Linked DNA regions of Mus musculus: all the other regions are linked to region 2. Evidence: chromatin contacts called from public Hi-C and promoter capture Hi-C data. All regions are on one chromosome and are shown on one strand. The core of a region is the stretch at or near the end of the contact, and the rest is flanking DNA. Distances in the headings are between cores, read along the strand shown.

Region 1 (4,514 bases), core at 1,965-4,464, 210 kb after region 2:
TTCAAACTCAGAGATCTACCTGTCTCTGCAGGAATTCAAAGCAGGTACCACCACCACCTGGCTTTATACTTTGGATCTTAAAAAGTCACTTCGTACCATGTTTCCCTCATGGCTTTCTAGGTATAATAAGAAAAGACATGTGCGATTTGAGAATCACACATTGAATCACGCTGTAAGCTCATTAAATGGCATATTGCTCATTAAAGGTGCTTAGCTATAGCCAATGTCCCACCTTGGTTTGGGGGCTCCAGGCTTTCCAGGAGATCCCATCACATTGATACAATCTGTGGGTGCTTTCTTCAAAATGAAAGAGTCCCTTTAAGTCCACAGAACAATTCTTTGGAAACAAGGGCCGCAGACCCTGTAGGCAAGAGTGGCAGATTAGAATTGATTTCACGCAAGCTGATAGCAGTTTCCTTCCTTGGGTCTTCATCTACAGTACAACATCTGTGTCAAGTAAACTGTCCCCCAACTTGGGGTCCATTTTGTGAATGAAGTGTGTTTGTGGCCCAGGGAACAGCTTGCTGGAAGGCAAACAGGAAGGAAGGAAGATTTCCATACCTGTCTGAGAAAGTGCAAATCAGTTGTGGATTCCACCTTATCAGCTAGAGGCAGCTCTGCCACCTTGATTGTCCTCTGTGGCTGACTAACAATGGATATTTTGGCCTTCCGTTTGTGAGCTGAGAATCTGTCGCCCTCTAGTTTCAAGGAAACTATACCATGGTACTTGAGGAAAACAGCAAACAAAAACAATGAGAGAAAAATAAACACTGAGAAAGTACACAAACCTTTTAATAATGATAATAAGCATTTAAAAGACAGCATCAAGGCAAAGAGACAAAAAGGATTTTTCTCAATCACCCAATCTTCTTTAAAAAAAAAAACTTTTTCAGAAAAAAAAACTTCGGGAAAATAGAGAAAGAGAAAAATATAATAGTATCACTTCTATGAAGACATCTATGAACTTAAGACATTTGGCAATTCTTTGTGCTTACATTGTAGATGGTGTCTGTCCCATTTCTACAAACAGAGGATGGGAGAACCTGAAAGCAACAAAAGACGTATGTGCGCAAAACCGACTTTAAAAGCAAGTAGCAGTATATTTTAGTAAGGTTCTGAAATAACTGAAAACTTAAAAAGAATATTTCCCGAGACTTTTTTTTTTCATGCCAGGTTCAATAGAATTTTGTAAACCATCATGTCTAACCACAGCTCATGATCATGCTGATTCCTGACAAGCAGGACAGAGAGGTGGCTTTCGTTTTCAGTGCATCTGTAGCACAGAGAGATTCAGGAAAGCACACAGGTACACACGTGCATGCACACACATGTGAGAGTGTGCCTGGTGGGCATCATAGCTTCCACACCCAAGGGGGTCACTTAACCGTGCTTCTGTTCTAGGACCACTGATTGTTCCCTATCTATCTTGATCATAAAAAGGAACCAAAGCAGGATTCACACGGCTGAATGAATGTGCCTACCGCTTCAGTTGGCACAGTTAGTGGAGTGGGTCAGCATAATGATATTTGCACATAAAAGGCACTGCATGACTCCACAAAGCACTCACTATGAGAATCCAAACCGTTCTGCACTGTATCAGCCACTTATCACACATCCCCACACACCCACTCCCAGTCTTCATCCTTACTGATTTGCCATTCCCCTGGGTCATTGTCTTCCTTTGAGTGAGGTCGGTGAGACCAAAACCCTGAAGAGCATCTCCACTGGTGAAAGATGGAGGAGGCCTTTCCAGAAGAGGAGAACCTGAAGTGGTGAGCGAGGATGAGCCTGAGGGCAGCGGATGCCAAGGGCCCTTCCCCCACGTGCTGTGCTTGCTTTGGTTGAAGGAATTTGAAGGATGGCACCGTCCTGGAGGCATGCAAGATGGCAGGCAATCAGTACACTACACAAACACATAAGCAATGGCGTTGACACAGTTCCTGGAACAGCTTGTCATTAAACCTAGACGGATGAATTTCCCACCAGATGTTGCCTTTTTCCCATTTGCCAGAAACTCCCTCTCTCGTCATCAGTTTCCACCTGGGAAAGCGGTATCCCTTCTGCACATGGATGGGGTGATTATAAACTCATGAAATCCATCCCACAAATCATAGATGAAAATCATTGTCATGGCTTGATAATCATTCCAGACGCTTAGGAAACCGGCTCACTTCCCTCCTGTGATCCTCCCCAACATGGAAGGTTTATTCACCGATCAAGTGCCACCCCCTCCCAACACTGGGAAAGGAATCGAGTTTTCCTCCAGTCTTTTAGAGGTACAAACTAGGATTGTTTAAAGGGAGCGGTGAACAAGCAGCAGCTGTAAAATATTTGCAATCAACTCTAAAGGGACAAAACCCTAGTGAATCTTAAGAGAGTCTCTACTAGAAACTTCAACAATGAATATTTCTGGGAAGGTGCAGAAAACAGCCCACCAAATACAAACAAACTAGCCAGTGAAGTGGCTCAGCAGGTGGGGATGTTGACCACTAACCCTGGCTACCAGAGTTTGATCCTGGGAACACACATAAGAGGAGAGAACAGATCCCCACAGGTTGTCCTCTGACCTCCCCACCAAACCATAAGTAAAAAGGAATTAAAGATTAAAGAACAATTACAAAACCTCAATTAACAAGAAAACAAAACGACCTGCCGAAAGAACCTGGCTGAATATTTATTTTATTTTTAGCAGCACGGAGATTCAACCACGGAGCCTTTTGCAGGCTAAGCAAGCACTCTGCCACTGAGCTACGTTCCAAGTCCAGAGCATTTTTGTTTGTGTATATTTCCCACACTCAATGTGAGTGGAAATTCCTGCTGGCCAAGAAGTACACGTGGTGTGGAGAAAAGGGGGATGAGAGATGTCATGGAAATGTGGGTGTACAGAGCAAAGGAGACAACACCCACTTTTATTATAAGGTAAGCAAGGGGACACCAGATTATAGGTAAGGAAGAAAACTGCAGATCACGGGGCATGACAAGCATTTAAAAAAGGCTTGAAATCGAGTGTCACGCTGGACACATAAAGTGTCACATAGATAAGGAACTGGAAGCAGAAGGACTTTGGCAGAACAAACCCTCAGAGCGCCAAGGGCTTTGCTTTTCGTTTTATTTGTAGGTTGCTCTCTAGCAGGCTCTTCCCAGAACCGTTTGGCTCTGCCTCACCAAGTCATTCATTAGTATTCTCCAGCTGCCCCCTGAATCCCCAGCCAGCTGCATCTTCACGTCTGTTTTCCTCCAATTCCTTCCCTTCTTAGAATTTTCCTGGTCACACTACAGTGGGGGCTCCTGTTTTGGGCACTGAGAGCTCTCCTTAACAGAGGAAAGATAATTACAGCCCTGCAAACTCAGGGGGGAAATAATTGTCCATAGATTCTCACCAACATTGTTTCCCCCTTGGTGAGAACAACAAATGGTTAGAAAAAAGCAACCAGGGCTCTGACTTGTTGCTTCGCTGCAGCCATTGCTCTTAGCAGGAGGAAAAACCACATGAAGCACACACCAGAATAAAGAACCCGGGAGTCATGGTGCAGGCGGCTTTCTTGACAAGAAATTACGCATTTTGATTTGAAGGCGTTATCAAGCATGTTGGCTGCTGCAAGCCAGCAGCCATGGCGCCAGGACTGCTCCTGATTTCAAGACGAGGATCAAAAGAATACCTCCTTTTGAGTCCAAAATTTTCACCGCCGCTTTTGTCTGCGTGCCAAGAACCGCATTCACAGGGGAGTTCAGAATTACTTCAAAGACCTCATCATCTTCCTCTAATCCGTCATAGGTAATTGCTATATTCCACATCTTAGTTGACATTCCTACAAGAAGTAAACATTTTAATTACTCTTTAATTGCTATTTCAATCACCTAGGTGTCAGAGAAATATATTAATTAACATGTCTACCGCTAGACTGCAGTAGCCCGAGTGAGCTATTGTACTGCCACCAACTCACTGAGGCCCTGCTGTTCTCCCAAATAATATAAAAAGAGTGCATTTGTTCCTGGACAATGATGACCGGCCTTCAATGCAAACACTGTAACAAAAAGTAAGCAGCATTACACAGGGGGAGGATAAAAGGTTAGTAGACAAAATCCCAGACATAATTTTTCTTCCAACCCCACCCCCTCTGTGCCTTAGAATAAATAGTTACTACGATTTGAAAATCTTAATAGTTGCAAAAATCTTAAGAGGGTGCAGCAGACAGAAGTGATTTTTGGATGGTACTTCAGGCACCTCACAGAATCCTTGACGTGATTCATGTACTCCAACTGCTGCCTGCATCGGCTGCTATCACCCCCACCCCCAGATCTTCTAGCCCATGGATGATTTTTCTGATTGATGCAATGTTCAATAGTTGCATACTCTCCTAGAGAGAATGTATGGGCTGAGGATTGTACCCATAGACTGGTCCAGCCTCCATGTCCCCTCTTTGTGTCTAACATGGAGTACAAACAAGTTTATTCCACATAACCTTCTGAACTTAACATAACTCTTCATTCGCTAAGATATCCCAGCCAATCTG
Region 2 (4,328 bases), core at 1,240-3,739:
AATACACTAAATAACTCATATATGGCTGAGTGTTTGAAAGCCTCACTCATGCACATGATAGCTAACTCAGTCATATGCATTCACAAGAGTAAAGCATACAAGATTTTAAAACTCCACACATGATAGCTAACACACGCTACTCACCCCCCATAAAAGTAATCCATACAGGATTCATCGTGTAAGAAGTGCACACTTGTAGATGACAGCTAACACACACACACACCACTCACACTCACGAGAGTTTACTCTCCCTATACTTGTTTATTGAGCTGTCTCAATAAGATGGTTTTTTTCTCCCTCTGTTTTACCAAAACATGCCTATCTAGGAAGAAAACAGATGTAGAATTGGACAACCACATCTTGTTGGGCTTTCCCCCCTGTCAAGTAGAATTTATGATCATTGTCACACAAAAAGAGAACCTAAGTGGAGCAGACAATGAGTCAGGAAGCAACTGGCGGGCTACGTTGACACTGCAGCTCTGGAATTTAGGCTTTGGTTACTAAAATTTCATTTGATTAAGCCGAACAAGGATACAATATCCTTTCTTATACAAAACCCTGAAGTAATTATAACAACGAAATGATTCGGTTTCATGGTAAGAGGAGAGTCATGGTAAAAGAGATTTTAAGAACTTTAAAGAACCATTAAAAATATTTCTTAAACCTTACAAAAACAGGGCACTGACACTCGGCTGGCCCTGGTGTGCTTCCTGTTTCTTCAAGGGCTTTACTAAAGATAAGCAATAACATAGCTTGATTAATCAGGTGTCCGGCAAAGCACCTGTCACCCCAAGTTTCTGATGACATATTAAATAGTAATCTCTTAAACACTTCGGTCCCAAATTGACAAGAGTCCATAAAACCGAATCATCCTAAGAACACACCATACATGTGACATAATTAAGTCTAAATATAAAAATGACTTGTGCAAATATTTTCAACTTGCTATTTTATCTTTAAACACGTCCTTGTCCATCATCTGCATCTTCTTAGACAACACAATAACATAACTAAAAAGTAAATAAACAACCATCTGTCCACTCTTTAAATCAAGTATTTATAACGTACTTCTCATGGGACACTGAGTCTGTGGAGCAAGATGACGGCATTTAAGGGCACATCAGCGACCAGCTTGCTGTGCTCACACCAATAGGTTTTCAAGTAAAATTTCTTAGCACAAACTTTAACTTTTTCCCCCAACAGTAAATGCCTTGCTTAGTGAAAATATTAATTTTAATGCCCAGTTCTTAGACTATGTTAATATGAGTTTCAGGAGGCAGGGTCACTGATAAATGTCACTTCAAAGCCTTAGTGTGGGCATGTGTAACAAGTCTTTTACACAAGCTTTTTGCAACACTGGAAAGGAGTTAGATCAGATGCACAACATACTCTAATGAGAATAAAAGGGGTGAGAGGGAGGGGGAAGGGGCATATAGAGACAGAGATCAGACTTTTCCTTTGACACAGAGAACTCAAAACAGCAACAAGTAGCAGCGGGGAGTTCAAGTAGCAGTGGAATTCTGGGGCTCCCACATCTCACACTAAGAAGAAAGTGTGCAGAGAAGGAAGACAGCAGGCAGTGAGGTGGGGACCCTCGGGAGCCCACAGGCACTGTACCCACCTTCTAGAAACTTTAACACATTAATAAGAACCCCTCTTGCCCAGCAATGCCAGAAGCCAGGGCTCCTCGGAAGGAGCTGCCTTCTGTCCGAGGACTGCAGATGGACTGACCGCCAGGGCAGCCATATCCCTCCCCACCTAGGAGAAAATGCCCACAGTCTCCCGATGTACTTATTGTGAAAATGGGCTGCGTTGTAAGCACAACAGCTGTGGAAGCAGTTGAGCCACCGCTATCTAGGCACAAACGCAAGGGTCAGAATTGATGGAGAGCAAAAGAAAAAAGTGACAAAAGAAAAAAAATTGCCCAGATAAATTAGTCAATGACAAAGTTGATAGTCGCATGAAAAGCTGGCTAGGGAAGATTTCCCCATTCGTGTCACGGCGACAGCATACAAGAGACCATTGTCCACACACGGGACCCAGCATATTGAAAGTTATCACGTAGCCGCTCTATAATGGGAAGAGGTTTTCTTCCCCCAAACTCCTGATGGAAGAAAGCTAAAACTTGTCTGCTCCTGATACTACTTTTAAAGTTGATTTCGGGGTTCACCCGTGCTCCGTGCTTCTTTTCTCTCCTCCCCACATTTGCAGCTGGACAAATATGAAAGTGGGGGGGGGAGACAGTAACAACAAACCCACACACATTTGCCTGAGCAAAGAAAAATAATGAACTGAATATGCATATCCTCATTAACTAAATTTAATTACGCTGAGTGGCATAGTAATCAGTGGTCGCTCCGGTTACAGTATTCACTGAAAGGGAGGTGGATTCCAAATTAAGGCAAAGCATGGGGGACAGTCGCATACTGATGAGGGAGCTGCACACAACGTGCCACAATACACCGTCTAAATCATTATTCGAGACACCGAAGAAAGAAGTACATTGCTGTGTTCTAAGACCAGTGCAGGAACAATTAGGCAGGACGGCTCCAGTCCCCTACAGCCCGACCGCCCGCCCCGGGTCTCCACGAAGTTCACAGCAGCCAGCCTGTCTGTGGTCCACCAGGATATTTGCATTTTTTCTTTATTTATTCTGTTTTCCTTTTTTCTCTCCTAGAAGTGAACAAAAACTCACCCTGCCTTTTCAGAGAGAAGGCCTATGCCCCTGGCCACAATAGTGGGAAGTCCTATCTAGCTCACTGGTGTGCAGAGCGCTCCAGGTTCCCACAACTAGAGCTTGAACTTGCAGCCGGCAGGCAGCAAACTTTTACAACACGTGCACAGAACAACAAAGGAGGCGCTCAGAGGGAAGAAGGGAGGGGGGCATTTGGAGGGAGGATGGAAAAGGGGTTATCATGCCAAACTTACCATCCACCAGGTCCTGGCTGACATGTCATAGCAAAGCTGCCATTTGATGGAGCTGTCCGACGTTTTCCCAGCCATCCTGCTGTCAGCGACCTTCATCAGAGGCAGCTCAATGGGAGATAAGAGACCTAGTCGAGGAAACATCAGCGGTGGCTTGCTGGACTACATGTAGGCCAATCCTTATCACACTGCATCATGGGAAAAGCTCCTTCATTAGCAGGAGGAACTGCAACCTCACAGATAGAAGGACAAGGATCAGTTCTTTTGCCTCTTTTTTTTTTTTTCCTGGTCTAAAGGGATTGGTGAAAGTAGCTAGCGTTCTTTGTGTATCATGTGTACAAGAGTGAAGTAGCTTGCAAGTGGGCGGCTAACTGCCTTGCTGGGCGATGCAGACTAAAGTTTATTTGCATTCTTCTCTGTTGTATATTGTTTGACATGGTCCATGGTCCTTGCTGAGCAGATGAAGAGAGGGGAGGGGTAGGAGGGAGGGGAGAAGGGAAAGGGAGCTGTAATTGCTCAGAATTAATATCTCCCCCAACAAAGACATAACAGTTTCATTGACATAGTCGGAACACGGTTCATATGTCACTGCACACAAGCATGAAGCATGCAGGAGTGCATGTGAGAACACACACACACACACACACACACACACACACACACACACACACAGAGTGGAACACACAGGTAGCAGCTGCAGCTGGATTCAGCTGAGGTTGCCAAAGGCTACAAACTCCATTCTCATACTGGACATATGGAAACAGTTTAACTCTTTGAAATCACTGTTCAAGAAGAGCCAGGCAGTTTCCAAAGATAAATCAGCTCTGGGAACTGGCTTTCAATCAGGAAGATACCCAGCTTGCTGCTCCCTTCCTTCTAAAGGTGACCCAGAAACAGGAAGACATAATTTAAAAAAATGAGGAAGATGAGGGCCAGGTTTGTGCATGGCCTGACTTTAAATTCAGCTTCTGCTTTAGGTCTTCTCTGGGCAACCCTTCAAGGAGGTCCCTTCTGCCTCCTTCTGGGCTTGGCACTGATTTCCTGGGGAGCACATACAGGGAATGGAGACTAATTACTAATAAAAGCACTTGCTTCCAATATCCTGTCCTCCCTCCCTCCCTCCCTCCGTCCTCAAGTTCCCAAAGAATTAGGAAAAAAAAAAATCCGAATAATTCGGAGAAAATCTTACAACCAGAAAGCCAAGTCAGGACAAGCTGACACAACTCTTTCTTTTGCTAAAAATACAAACAAGTACATCTCTGCAAAGTGGCTGCCACATAACTTCAGGTCCCTACAGCACCGGCAAGGCCCAGCAAGCTCTCTGAGTTGATATTTTATCACCCAGCCTCTCACATGCCCTATCCGTATCTCTGCCAGCCTTTTAGGCTTAGGGTTCATATTGG
Region 3 (4,589 bases), core at 1,116-3,615, 230 kb after region 2:
TCTTGTAGCTTGGGTGGCCAATACCTACTGGGAAAGAAAGGCTTAGCTAGCATTAAGGAAGGATGAAGGGGGCAGAGCAGGGTGGCAGGCCACATGGGCTAATAAGGGCCGAGTCCCAGCTACCATACTAACCAGCTGCACGCGTGTGTAAGCCTCCTCCAGCTCTGTGCCTCTGTTTCCTTGCCTGCAAGTTCTAAATTATGACGGTTTTAGTGAATAAATAACATTAAGTAGAGCTAAAAATCATGAAATTCTAAATGCCTATGGTTCATATTGTGTGTGTAAGTAGGCTCTGACTGGTTGTTTTGTGACGACAAAACACTATTTAGAATTTTGTTTGTTTATTTGTTTTAAAGCCTCCCTCTCTTGTCCCCTTAGTGTGCGTGTGCGTGTGTGTGTTCAGAAGACAGCTCTTAAGAGTTGGATACGGGGGCAGGGGGTGTATGTTGGGGATTTAGCTCAGTGATAAAGCATTTGCCTAGCAAGCGCAAGGCTCTGGGTTCAATCCTCAACTCTGGGAAAAAAAAATTTAAATTAAAAAAAAATAAAAAAGAGTTGGATAGGGAAGTAAACTCAGGTGTTCCGGGCTAAACCCGCACCCTGTTTGTTATCAGAAAAATGTGTGTTTAGTTTCAGGAAAGAAAACCAAACCAAAATCCGTGTCTGCTTGGGCACAACTATTCCGCTCAAATACCGAGACAACGCAGAGCAATGTTTACTTCCATGAGCCCCCTCAAAAGGAAGTAACAGACAGGATGCTGGGCCCAAATCTGAGTTATTTTTGAATTATCTGTCCGCGGGCATCTTTCTTCACGGGTTTGAGCCATCTCCAGATGATAGCGTCATCTCCAGCATGAGCCTATGGAAAGAGATCTCTGTACAAGGATGCCTATGCCAATCTCAACCAGTCTCCTCAGAAGCCATAGCGCTGTTAACCACGTGATAATGACTCGACTGTGACTAACAACAAGGCTTGTAAAGGGTTCAAGTGTGGCGAAAGCTAGTATCATTGCTGGGGGTAAATTCTGTCACTCACACCATGCTGGCTGGCTTGCGGAGGGCCAAAGGTTTGTACTCACTCAGGGGCAGAACTGAGCAACACTGCATTTCAGTAGAACCATTTTTAAACGACTATAAGGCTGAGTGAAGTCAATTTGTTAACAGTTTTAGAATGTAGTCAACTATTTTTCTTGAAAATAACGTCTTTTCTTTTCTTTTCTTTTCTTCCTTTCTTTCCTTCTTCTTCTTCTTCTTCTTCCTCTTCCTCTTCCTTCTTCCTTCTTCCTTCTTCCTTCTTCCTTCTTCCTTCTTCCTTCTTCTTCTTCTTCTTCTTCTTCTTCTTCTTCTTCTTCTTCTTCTTCTTCTTCTTCTCTTCTTCTTCTTCTTCTCCTTCTCCTTCTTCTTCTTTTCTCTTAAGGTAAGTTATCGCTATCTAATCTTTAGCCCGTGATCTCCAGGAATCAGTTCCCTTAGGCAGAGGCAGTTTAATGGGTGTTTATAGCTTCAGGATTTTAAGTCCAGATACCTGGTCTTCCTTGTTCGTACCTGATCCCTAACACCCAGTGCTGTGCGCCTGGCATATGGTAACCACGGGACCAACATCGTCTGTGGGGTTATTTAATAAACCAGGCTGAGGGACTGCACTTGAACAGGCAAAAGAAGCCGCATCAGAACGCATTTCTGAGACAGGATGTCTGGGTTTGCTAGCAATGGCTGTAGCACTCTCTGGTGGCGAGTGGTGAAACTACACTACAGAATGAGGACACGGAAAATCCAGCCCTGAGAACATTTTCTCAGTTTCTCTTCCCGTTCACAATTCGACATAGAGGGAGCATAGTAGGGCTGTGCTCGTTTATGCTATTATTTATGTCTTGGATATGGTGAACACAAAATTTAGAACGAATTAAATGTTCTCTGAGGCGTCTGGGAAAGGCAGTAAATAACGAAAACGAATGCAGCAGGAGAAATGGACGGATGGACCTCATTGTGACCATCTGTCAGCCAGTAAATTATTCAAGGTCTATATCCAGAAGCATCTGGGAAGGAGGCACAGTCACTGAAATTATCCTGCTCTGTTAATCTTGTTAATATCACAGATTTGTTCTTGTTATGGCCACTATCCTACATCATATATATTTGTGTTTATAAATATCACTTAATATCCCCTCTACTCTATTTTTGTTTATACTATCTTCTTCTTGCCTATAAGGCTTGTTAACTTACAGAGGCAAGTGTTTTCTTTCTTTCTTTTTTGTAAGAAAGAATATATTTGGCTGCTTCTTTCTACTTCATCCCACCCCCACCTCCGTCCCCACCCACCATGGCTCAGAAGCCAGTCGTGACTAACACAGTCCTAGAGTGACCTCTGGCTGCAATACGAACACACACAGGCTTTGAGCTCAGTCCTGAAAGGCCTCCAACAGTCACTTCCCAGGGTGTGAAAGGCGATGCATTTACAACCGTGATAAAAAGGGTGCTGTTTGCTGAGCCTTTTAGTGCCTTTATAATCTGGGAACTACTGGTTTCTCCATCATCTAGAAATGATACAACAGAAATCCCCTCTCCAAAATAAATTGCATGAGCCTATGAAATAGTCCATCAATTTACCCTATTAATTGTAAAGGTTTACCCTGTAAACATTTACCCTATAAACAGTGAAAGACCTGGTATGGAAAAGATTATTTCACGTTCTTAATCGGATAAACGTGACATGCAGAGCCAGTGAATAATGGAAAGTTACCTCTGGGGAGTGGCAGTGTTCCCTGTGGGGTCCATGGCCTGAAATTCCAGGATATCGGAAGTCACTTGCAAAGAAGGGTTTATGATGTAAAGGATGGTCTTATGGCTTAAGTCCTTCTGGCTAAATCGCTCGTGGATGAATTCACCTACAAGCAAGAAATAGATGGATCTCTCATGGATAATCAAATCAAACATCACTTGAGAATTAAAAAACCACACAGCTGTTTTGTTTCAAACAGATTTAAGGAATAGAGTGCCGGGCTGGGGGTTCTATTCAGGCGGTAGTACTTGCCTAGCATGCATAGAACACACCCAAAACCCTGTATGGAGGCATACACCTGGAACGCTAACACTTGAAATAAAGAGAAAGGATGATCCAAAGTTAAAGGCTGTGTTCTACTACATATCAAATTTGAGGCCAGCCGCTACCTGAGACCTTGTTTTAAAGAGAGAGAAAAAAAAGCCAAAGTCCATTTAAAGAAAATTAGCATTGTTGCACCCATGCTCAGATACAAATAAGATTGACTCAAATTCCTCTTTAAGTTTGCTTTGCTTTGGAGATACTTGCCTTATAATCCTAAACTAAAGAGAAAGGGAATGGGGAGTTAATAAAACCTGTCGCCTCTGCCATCCTGTTTAATGAGTTGTTGTGATCATTGCCTTCCTGAAGCAGAGCTAATATAAAATTTAGCAAAGCTATTAGGGGAAAAACCATATTTTTAAAAAAGCAGATGATATAATTGGGGATTCATACTAGGAGAAAGAAATTAATCTCAAATATCAATCTCACCCTGGCACTGTGTTCTGAATAAAACACAACATGAAAATAAAACAAAATAACAAGTCAGTGAAGAGTTCAGCTACTGTGTGTCAGGAGCTGTTTCTCCTTATGAAGATGAATTTAGAAGATTCAGCTTCAAACCCCTATTAGCAACAACATTGATTTATAAACTGAGTCTATCAGCAAGCCCTAGGGAGCACTCACCAAACGGGCCTACCTACACTTACCTGAGTTCCTCTTTAGCTCTGCCAGCAACTAGTAGTTTAAAATGAGGACTTACAAGGACTGAGATGGAAAGTACACCCGCCCCCCCAAAAAAGATGGAAAGTACCTGTTGTTGTGTTCTCCAGACGTCCGTACAATGGGCCTCGTAAAATCTTAAAGATGATCTGGTCATCCTCTGTGTCAGGGTCTGATGCCTTCAGCACACGGGAAGTGATGTAAATCCCATAGCAGCCATTTTTCAAGAGCCCCACTTGAGTAGGGGAGTGCAAGTGTGTGATACGGGGCGCTGCCTTGTCCAGCTGATCCACCTGAATCACCAACGTAGCGTTACACAAGGACTTCTCTCCCTATGCTACACAGGGCTTTCCTGGCTCAACAATAGTGAACTCCTCAACCCAGAGATCGCTTGGAGTCCTTATCTGTTGATTTCTGCCGAAGCCTGTCTTGTTCACCCTATCCTAACAAATACAGAGACAAGGGCCAAGGTTTCCTTTCCATCACAAACCTCCACCCAGCTTTATGATGTCCCCTGTCTGAATTTCCTTACAATATTAGCTTTATGAAGGGACATACCACACCTTCCCACCCAATGCCCATTCTTGCACACAGCACTATGCATGAACCATGACAGAAGCACAAGGAAAACACTAAAAATGACCCCAAAATTACATGGCAAATTTAACGTCAGCACCACGGAAAGATTTGCTGTGTTTAATGAACTACATAAACAGAATCCTAGGTTTTTACAAATGCCAAAGACCTTTCCCACATGCCTTTGCCCAAATGCCAAAGTGTTGAGAAGAAAAGCTGAAATAGTTCACTATAAAAATTATGCAAGTGATTA

What was found. Promoter capture Hi-C pulls out the DNA fragments that hold promoters and counts their contacts. Hi-C and Micro-C count contacts between places; a contact is called where the count stands out from the background.
Region 1: a contact with region 2 is called in a promoter capture Hi-C map of neural stem cells. The contact joins two enhancer-like sites. A contact is called at or near these places in 2 of 39 promoter capture datasets (liver and neural stem cells), 4 of 484 Hi-C or Micro-C datasets (the 3T3-L1 cell line, cerebellar granule neurons, cerebellum and 1 more) and 2 of 9 other capture datasets (adipose tissue and embryonic stem cells).
Region 3: a Hi-C map of cerebellum shows a contact between it and region 2, with 4 times the contacts expected there. The contact joins two enhancer-like sites. A contact is called at or near these places in 5 of 39 promoter capture datasets (embryonic stem cells, hippocampal neurons, liver and 1 more), 8 of 484 Hi-C or Micro-C datasets (the 3T3-L1 cell line, cerebellar granule neurons, cerebellum and 4 more) and 2 of 9 other capture datasets (adipose tissue and embryonic stem cells).

Annotation. Positions count from the first base shown.
Region 1 is chr4:82,912,972-82,917,485 of GRCm38.p6, forward strand. It overlaps Frem1 (Fras1 related extracellular matrix protein 1), which reads right to left. Exons shown (of 37, transcript NM_001198811.2): 30 at 3,660-3,809; 31 at 1,649-1,869; 32 at 996-1,043; 33 at 562-726; 34 at 233-361. Among named protein-coding and RNA genes, the nearest start is that of Gm33260, 8.5 kb to the right of the region's middle. RefSeq lists an enhancer at 2,402-4,514. Within about 2 kb of position 3,215, at least 52 of the 459 cell types and tissues checked have an H3K27ac peak or open chromatin away from gene starts, as enhancers often do. A contact at or near this core is called in cerebellum and neural stem cells, where this site is marked.
Region 2 is chr4:82,702,587-82,706,914 of GRCm38.p6, forward strand. No RefSeq gene overlaps it. Among named protein-coding and RNA genes, the nearest start is that of Gm11269, 13 kb to the left of the region's middle. Within about 2 kb of position 2,490, at least 43 of the 459 cell types and tissues checked have an H3K27ac peak or open chromatin away from gene starts, as enhancers often do. A contact at or near this core is called in cerebellar granule neurons, cerebellum and neural stem cells, where this site is marked.
Region 3 is chr4:82,932,121-82,936,709 of GRCm38.p6, forward strand. Frem1 (Fras1 related extracellular matrix protein 1) reads right to left here. Exons shown (of 37, transcript NM_001198811.2): 26 at 3,852-4,053; 27 at 2,741-2,885. The region is part of intron 2 of Gm33260 (a long non-coding RNA gene); the gene reads left to right. Among named protein-coding and RNA genes, the nearest start is that of Gm33260, 11 kb to the left of the region's middle. Within about 2 kb of position 2,366, at least 58 of the 459 cell types and tissues checked have an H3K27ac peak or open chromatin away from gene starts, as enhancers often do. A contact at or near this core is called in cerebellar granule neurons and cerebellum, where this site is marked.